Linked DNA regions of Zea mays: regions 1 and 3 are each linked to region 2. Evidence: chromatin contacts called from public Hi-C data. All regions are on one chromosome and are shown on one strand. The core of a region is the stretch at or near the end of the contact, and the rest is flanking DNA. Distances in the headings are between cores, read along the strand shown. Region 1 holds the start of LOC103653200 (ubiquitin carboxyl-terminal hydrolase 1). Region 2 holds the start of LOC541667 (ribosomal protein L17). Region 3 holds the start of LOC100382753.

Region 1 (2,700 bases), core at 27-2,526, 410 kb before region 2:
TGGGTTCAGCATGCCTCCCGCAGAACCAGCAGCGCTCGCCTCCACGAAAAGCTCCTTCAGTGCCATTCCAAGGTGGCCCGGCGGAGTATCCGGCCCTAGCATCCTTGCCCGCAGCTTGTCGAGCGCGAGGAGGCACTGCACCATCGCGTTCATGTAGCATGTGTTCCCGCGGTTTGGCATCCCTCTGATAGCATAGCCTTGCGCATTCACGGACCCGAGATCGGCGGCTGCACACCATGCGTCCCCGAGATTGAGCAACACGGTGGCGAGATCGCGGGACATGTCGAATCCAAACGCATGACCACCGCCGCCGCCGCCGCCGCCGGCCTGAATCTCGCCCGTTATCATCTCCATCTCGTCTGGCTCTGGATACACAGGCACTTCGTGTTCGCACTTGAAGCAGAATCCAGCCTGTGGATCGTCGAACATCGCGGCAACCCAATGCTTTTCCTGGTTGGCGTGGTCCTGAGCGTGTCCGTACGGGATATAGCTCGTCGAATCCCCGCAGGAATGCCGGCCGCATTCCAGGCACACCATGATCCGGCGATACATGGGCCGGCCGCCGGGCCCATCGGCCTCCTCGCGCCGCCGGCCCCGGCAGTCCTGGCAATTCCCCGCGTCGTCGGATAGCAACGACGAGATCAGAATATCATTGTGATAACTGTCCGTGGGGACGTGATCGCAGCATGGATCGTGGCCGGTCATCTCGGTACATTCCTCCTGGCCTAGCAGATGCTTCACTTTCTCCTCCTCCTCCGCCGCCGATGCGGCCAGCAAGTCCAGCCGCGGAACTTTGGAGTCCCGCGACCGCGAGCTCTCGTCCGCCTCCCACGGCCTCGCCCTCGTGTCAGCCATCACGTACGCCTGGAAGGAAACAAGGGATCACAAGAAATAAGAGAGTCGCATGAATGATGAATCCCAATTATTGGACCCGAAACCACCAAGCAAACAACAAACCCTACGAAAGCAAAAGCAAATAGCCAGCTGCGGGTTAGGGATTGGATCGGGGCCTGCGGGTTAGGGATTGGATCGGGGCCGTGGCAGTGGCACCGAAGAAGCTCCGAAGAAACTCGATCGCGATCATTCTAGCCACGATCAAGTAGACTGCGGGTTAGGGATTGGATCATGGGGGAGGGAGAAGCAAAAGCAAGATGGACACAAGTCCGACTCCGACAGAATAGAAAAGAAACAGGAGAAGGGAAATAAAACAAACTGCCGGCGAAAATGGCGCCGGAACTGAGGGACCGCGGCGACGCCCGGAACCGGAAGGGTTTTGGAGAGGGATTTCGCGTGGCGAACGCGGAGTGGAGATTTGCGATTGGGCTGATACTGGGGCCCATTTTGTCAAACTAGAACGTGCAGTAGCCCATCGGCTACTCATGGGCTAAATGGCTTTGCTGTGCAAATGAGATGAGAACCTCCCAAGTGCCAACCTTTGGACATCCCTCAACTATCTCTTCCTCAAGATTATATCAAGGATAAAACTTACGAAGATTCTCCATGTTCGAGGGAGCAGGAAGTGGATGGAGGTCCTCAAGTCGGTGTTGATCTTGCAAAAAAGATATAAATAGCAGGCCTGTGCTAGTGTATATACATCATGCTTGGCATCATCATTGTACTAGATTAGCTGTGTCCTTTACCTTGAGTGTGGTATGTTCCAGCCTTTTGTAGTTTCCTACATACGACATTACAGATTGAAAATTAATAAAACATGCATCATTAAAAAAATAACATCCTTAACAAGAACTTGTTCTCGAATCAAGCGTCCTTTAATCTGGCATTAGAACTCCAACCATGTTTTGCAAGGATCTCCATTGCCACCATCTCTAAGGCTTGACATACCACAAGAATCTCTTGGTGAGCTTCTTGTTTCTGCAATAATCTCCAGAGTCTGAGCCAATACATCCCCTGAAAAGAACCTGCAAAATTGATGGTATTGGTTTAAAATTAAAGGCCGCATCATTACGGCACAACCAAATAGACCAAAACATTGCTGCCACTCCAATTAAAAGTTTTTTCCGATGAGCTATTCCCTTGTTAGTAGCCCAATTCTCAATTATATGATTAATATTGATGGGTCTCTCTATGTTGAAAGCAAAGTAAATAATTCTCCAAATGTTCCTGATAAGGTAACAATCAAAAAAAATATGTTGAATAGTCTCATTCTGATTACAAAAGCAGCATTTCATACTTCCTGTCCACCCACGTTTAGCTAAATTTTCTTTAGTGAGAATAACTCCTCTCCCTAAGTACCACAAGAAAATTTTAATTTTGAGGGGGATTTTTAGTTTCCAAAGCAACATATTATGGGTTAAAGTGGGAGTATTCATTAGAAGGCGGTACATTGACTGGACTGAGAAAACTCCATTTCGGTGAGGTCCTCATAAGAATTTGTCCTTCGAATGACCCAAAGGAATAGATGCGAGTAAAGTTGATAAATTATGCCACTCGACCCGCTTCACCCCTACAATAGCTCTGCGAAAAGAAAGGTTGGGTAAATTTCCATTCATAACATCTTTGACTAAAGCCTTTCTTTTCCGCACGATATTAAAAAGGTTTGGATAAATGACCTTAAGCGGTCTATCCAGAATCCATCTATCATCCCAGAACCTAGTTGCGTGACCGTCACCTACTCGAAACCTCCCCCACCCCAAGAATTCTTCCTTAATATTCATGAGACCAGCCCAAAAATGAGAGTCT
Region 2 (2,700 bases), core at 123-2,622:
AGACTTTGCTTGTGCGGTGCGACCAACACCTCCACAGTATCTCCGGAAGGGAATTGCCTGCTTGTGAGCAATAACATCCTCAAGGTATCGCTTAGCCTTGGTCAAAGGCAGCTTGCGAAGCGCAAAAGCTGTCTCCCTTGTGTTCTGCAGTAATTTTACGAGTTTAATAAGAGATAACAGAAAGATAATCAATCTCAGAGTCGCCATCTGAAATCTGATATCAACTAATCACTGAACTGAGTATCACAGTATGCCTAAGTTGAATGTGGGAAAGCACAAAAAGGATTTCAAGCTTATACAGATCGCAAAAACCCAGTTGCAGGTTCATAGGAAAGCCCTATGTGCCAAAGCTTCTAACTATAATTAGAGAGAATTCACCTAGAATATTCTGTACTTTCTAATGACCACTGCATGGTATACCTGTGCGACTTGTGACTAACAAAGTTACAAGATCAAGTAGAGGACACTGACAGAGCAATGCTTTAAAATCAACTTAAAGAGACTCAGGGCAATGTTTTAAAAGAACAAGAAAAAAAACTGTCAATTTATCAGTCCCCATGGACATGAGACTTATTATGTCTCATGAGATAGCTCACAATAAAATCAGTAATCCTGGGTTCCCCGAAACTTAATTTGGAATCAAAATTTCACTTTGAATCAACGATTTTGTTTGAGGTGTAACTAGCATGTCAACTCAGTATTTGAAGTCATCACACACACAAAAAGTATTTGAAGGCATAGCATGTACAAGTTTAATGAAACACCAGCATCATTCAGGCACGTCTCCAGAAACAAAAAATAAATGTCTAAAGATGTCACATTGTCTACAAACCATTAGTCATGGAAAACAACACAATGGTCCATAGGTAATAATCAACAATGTGTTTATGTCACTAAAGTAACGCGGGAACTGCTCATATGAATAACATAGCAGAACCTTTTACTCTTTAGGTTTCGACAATCTAATCCATCCATGCATGACATCACACTTATGTTGACACACTACTTTGCACCTCAAACCAGCATGTTGAAGAACCTATCAAATCAGCATGAAGAAACGCAACGCACCTTGAAGTGGACCCTCAGGTCCCTTCCCATGGCCTTGGCCGCTGCACAGACAACGCCAAACAACCCAAAATAAGCACTACAGATAGATGGAAGGACCTCAAACGCAAGACCAACGCACTACAGGAACAAAGATAGGCGAGATCTTACATTTGGTAGGGTTGCCCGGCTCCTGCGAGTACTTAACCTGCGACGCAACAACGAGATGTCAGTTAGAAAAACGCATCGAAGCATGGCGCCATGTTGGCGGAGGGGGTGGGCTGACCATAGCGGCGGCGAAGGAGCGAAGAAGGAATGGTCGCCTTCGCACAGACAGTACGCACTGAGGATGCACCGAGGGGGCGGCGCTGGCGGTGGCAGCCTTAAGAGATGGGAAACCCTAGTGCTAATGCGCTCTAGAGGGGCCCGGATGGGCTTGCTGATCTAATGGGCTGAAGTGTGCACGGCCCTTGTGGCTCAGAAGGCCATGTATGATCCGGCGCAAAACACCCTGCCCAGTGTCCACAACTCAGGGCTCTTTGCAACGCAGCAACTTTTCCTGTTTTTTAAATGATTTAATTTCTGGGGAATATGTATGGTTTCTGTAAAATTCCTATGTTGCAAAAGGGATCTTATACCTCCTCTGGAACCTAATTTTTTCCTGTTCCTATATTTTCTATGAAAAATAAATTAATACCTATGAAATTCTATCACATCAGGTTTTAGGGGGCAAAACCACATGCATAACATATGTGTGTTAGGATCTATTTCCACACATATGTCGACATCACAAGGGTAATATATCAAAAGAACAATGCATAAAAGCGTAAATAAAGATTATATTAACATAGTACACTTCGAACAGACATAATGTCTTAACCTTTATTCATCAAAGTACAGCGAAACATGGACATCCTTCCACAGGAAGATGACCGGGGGTATCACTAGACTAGCATCCATGGAGTTCAGTATCATAACTTCATCTTCAAATTTATGATCAAAATTAAGCAAGGGTGAGATCACTTATGGTCGGGGCTCAGCAAGTAGGGGAAAATGCAAGGTAACACGGTAAGGCTAAAGTTTAATGCGATTGGCATTTTAGTTGGTCAACATTTTATTATCAACACCTGATTACTAGGTATAAGTATATACCAAACCCAATTAAGCATAATTCATAACCGGCATGCACTTAAACCATTTGAACAAATACCATCAACATGAAGCTCAACCTCTTGAGCGAACCACTTAAGCATACCGCTTAAACAAAACCGATCACGATTTATTTCCATCTTGAAAATCGCCTAGAGGGGGTGGATAGGCGGAAACTGAAATTTACAACTTTAAACATACTACAAGCCGGGGTTAGCGTTAGAATAAAATCCGAGTCCGGGAGAGAGGGGAAAACAAATCAACCAAGAAAATAAAGTGGATGACACGGTGATTTGTTTTACCGAGGTTCGGTTCCAATGAACCTAGTCCCCGTTGAGGTAGTCACAAAGACCGGGTCTCTTTCAACCCTTTCCCTCTCTCAAACGGTCACTTAGACCGAGTGAGGCTTCTTCCTTAATCTCACAGGTCACTTAGACCCCGCAAGAATCACCACACAATTGGTGTCTCTTGCCTCACTTACAAAGCACTTGAGTAAGAAGTGAGAAA
Region 3 (2,700 bases), core at 155-2,654, 380 kb after region 2:
GGCGCTGTCCTTCTGTCAGGCCGGTCAGTGGAGCGGCGAAGTGACGGCGGTCACTTCGGCTCTGCCGGCTGGGGGGCGCGCGTCAGGATAAAGGTGTCAGGCCACCTTTGCATTAAATGCTCCTGCAATTTGGTCGGTCGGTGCGGCGATTTGGTCAGGGTTGCTTCTTGGCGAAGACAGGGCCTCGGGCGAGCCGGAAATATATTCGCCGCTGAAGGGGGGCCTCGGGCGAGACGGAAATCCTCCGGGGTCGGCTGCCCTTGTCCGAGGCTAGGCTCGGGCGAGGCGTGATCGATTCCCTCGAATGGACTGATCACTGACTTAATCGCACCCATCAGGCCTTTGCAGCTTTATGCTGATGGGGGTTACCAGCTGAGAATTAGGAGCCTTAAGGGTACCCCTAATTATGGTCCCCGACAGCGCTGATTCAAACACTACTCTGGATACCTGCAGAGTAAAACATGCACTGCTAGTATAGTAGTACTGTCATTCTTCCCTAACCTCATAGTCAAGCCCCTCTCTACAAATTATTCAGATAACACAATAGTTATCACTGAATTGGTAACCATCGGTGTGCATAACACAATATTTACCAAAATAAGAACCAACGTCGCCAGTATGGGGCCAGTGAGGTTAGGGTTGGACTTGAGCACGATCTGCTCGAGCGAGGATGATGATGTGAACAGCGCGGGCGGCGCCGAAGCAGCCGAAGATGGAGAGCGTCCGGAGGTGCGGCAGGCCACGCAGCGAGGCGGGGTCGAGCCTGGCCCCGGGCCTGCAGGGCGGGGTGGTGACGTCGGGGCCCAGGTGGAGGCGGGTGGCGCGGAGAACACATGCTTCGTCGGGCGCGAGCTCGCACTGCAGGCTCGGCCACGGCGTGTCGGTGTAGGGCCGCGGGTGGAGTTGCGGCCACGTCGTGTCACCGAGGAGGTCCGCCATCACCTGAAAGATGGCCGCCAGCTCCGCCCTCGATAGCTCCAGCGCCGGCGCGTCCCCTCCGGGGATTTCGGGTGATGGGGATCGCATCTGGGAGGGTGAGGAGGGCGCGATAGGGAGCGGAGCAGAGGCAACTGGGAGGGTGAGGAGGGCGCGATGGGGAGCGAAACAGAGGGGAGGATGTCGGGGATGTGAGGAGAGGGGACAAAACCGTGCACCATAAACGGCTACACTATAGTCTTAAGTAGTAATAGAGATATGCGTCTTATACTCTCATGTCAAACTAGCTTCGGGGAAATGTGTGAGCCTCGTGAGTCGTGAGGTGAGCCATTCTGGACGGTGGCGTACCTCAGACTCGCCCCGGAATGAAAAAGGCCGAGCAGGGCGGGGTTGTGCATGGGCCGGCCCAATTTCTTGGTGAGGTCTACGTGAAGGTAGTGGAACGAGATCACCTTCCGAGACGAGAAAGGAATCACTCGTTTTCCTCCGGGCACATTCCTCCGAGTTCGGACGGCAACGCCTTTTATGGCCGCCGTTGCCTCCTCCTTCTCGCGGTTCTCCTTCCGCTGCGCCGTCTGCCCCTCCCCGCTCCGCGTCCGCTTTTCGCAGCCCCATCCGCCCGCGCGGCTCCGCGTCTCCTCCACCGTCGTTGCTCTCCACAAGCGCAACCCCAAGCGGCTCAAGTACGCCGCCGAGCGCCAGTTCACGGTACCTTCTGCCTCAAGCGCGTTCTTCTTTCTTCTTTTAACTCTCCGGCTCTCCGCAACAACACTTGCCTTTCGCGGGCTTTCTGGCGCTGACTGCTAAGAACAGTCTCTTTGGTGGCTGGGTTTTGCGCGAACGAAGAGAGGGGATGCCGGGTTGCTGCGGGTGGAGGTGGAGCCCTCCGGCGGGGACTTCTGGAAGCTTGACCCCATTATCGACCTCATCAATCGCGGCGCCGTCGGGGTGATCCCTACTGACACCGTGTACGCTGCTCAATGCTTCACTTGGAAGTTCTGTACGAAAATCACATACCCCAATCGCAATTTTTGAGCATATACTACCAATTTCTATGCGATTGTTGCAACTTGCAAGCACATAAGTTCTGTAATAATGAAACAACGATTTCAGCCTTGAGCTTTTACAAGTTACAACCACTTACAATGCAAATGCTGCAGTATGTGCTTTGTTTTGAAGCAGATTGGTTCCACTAAATTTGAGCCTAGGAAAAATACAGCAACAAAAGATTGATAAGCTGCATTTATCCTATTTTAAATATTTTTATATGTTATATTTAAAATATTCTTGGTTGACTACAAATAACATGGGGTCATACTTTTCACAGCTACTCCGTCGTCTGTGACCTGAGTAACAATGAATCGATTGAGCGCCTTCGCAGGTAAATTCACTGCTTTGATCATTTTGGTGTAATAACTGATAAGTGATGGAGTCCAATGTTTGCTTAGAATCTTAGGCATGAAACAAGCAATTTCTATACTATATAAAGCACTGGTTTCCACGGTTTCCACCGTCGTCGTGCTCCTCCACATTTAAATGGTAAAAAAGCTAAAATTGTGCACAGATGGAGATTCAAAACATGGTTGTTAGCTCCAAACCCACATTCACACCCACCTAACCAGCTGTTTTTTGTGTTTTATGCTCTATAATTATAAATGGAAACCGTAGCAACGTACAAGTACTTTGCTACTTAGCTCTAACCAGTACTATATGCTTGTTGTCGATGCAGACTGAAAGGCATTGGAGACTCCAAGGCAAGACTAT

Evidence for each region. A called contact is a pair of places that touch in the nucleus more often than the background predicts.
Region 1: a Hi-C map of ear shows a contact between it and region 2, with 2.3 times the contacts expected there. The contact joins the promoter of LOC103653200 here to the promoter of LOC541667 in region 2. A contact is called at or near these places in 5 of 25 Hi-C or Micro-C datasets (ear, leaf and tassel).
Region 3: a Hi-C map of tassel shows a contact between it and region 2, with 5 times the contacts expected there. The contact joins the promoter of LOC100382753 here to the promoter of LOC541667 in region 2. A contact is called at or near these places in 2 of 25 Hi-C or Micro-C datasets (ear and tassel).

Annotation. Positions count from the first base shown.
Region 1 is chr4:45,787,751-45,790,450 of Zm-B73-REFERENCE-NAM-5.0, forward strand. LOC103653200 (ubiquitin carboxyl-terminal hydrolase 1) reads right to left here and starts at 1,277. Exons shown (of 6, transcript XM_023302344.2): 1 at 958-1,277; 2 at 1-864. The coding sequence starts at 855.
Region 2 is chr4:46,200,099-46,202,798 of Zm-B73-REFERENCE-NAM-5.0, forward strand. It overlaps LOC541667 (ribosomal protein L17), which reads right to left and starts at 1,373. Exons shown (of 7, transcript NM_001111420.1): 1 at 1,331-1,373; 2 at 1,216-1,252; 3 at 1,069-1,109; 4 at 1-144. The coding sequence starts at 1,333.
Region 3 is chr4:46,582,921-46,585,620 of Zm-B73-REFERENCE-NAM-5.0, forward strand. LOC100382753 reads left to right here and starts at 1,405. Exons shown (of 9, transcript NM_001175468.1): 1 at 1,405-1,644; 2 at 1,783-1,904; 3 at 2,264-2,317; 4 at 2,666-2,690. The coding sequence starts at 1,462. It also overlaps the pseudogene LOC109945713.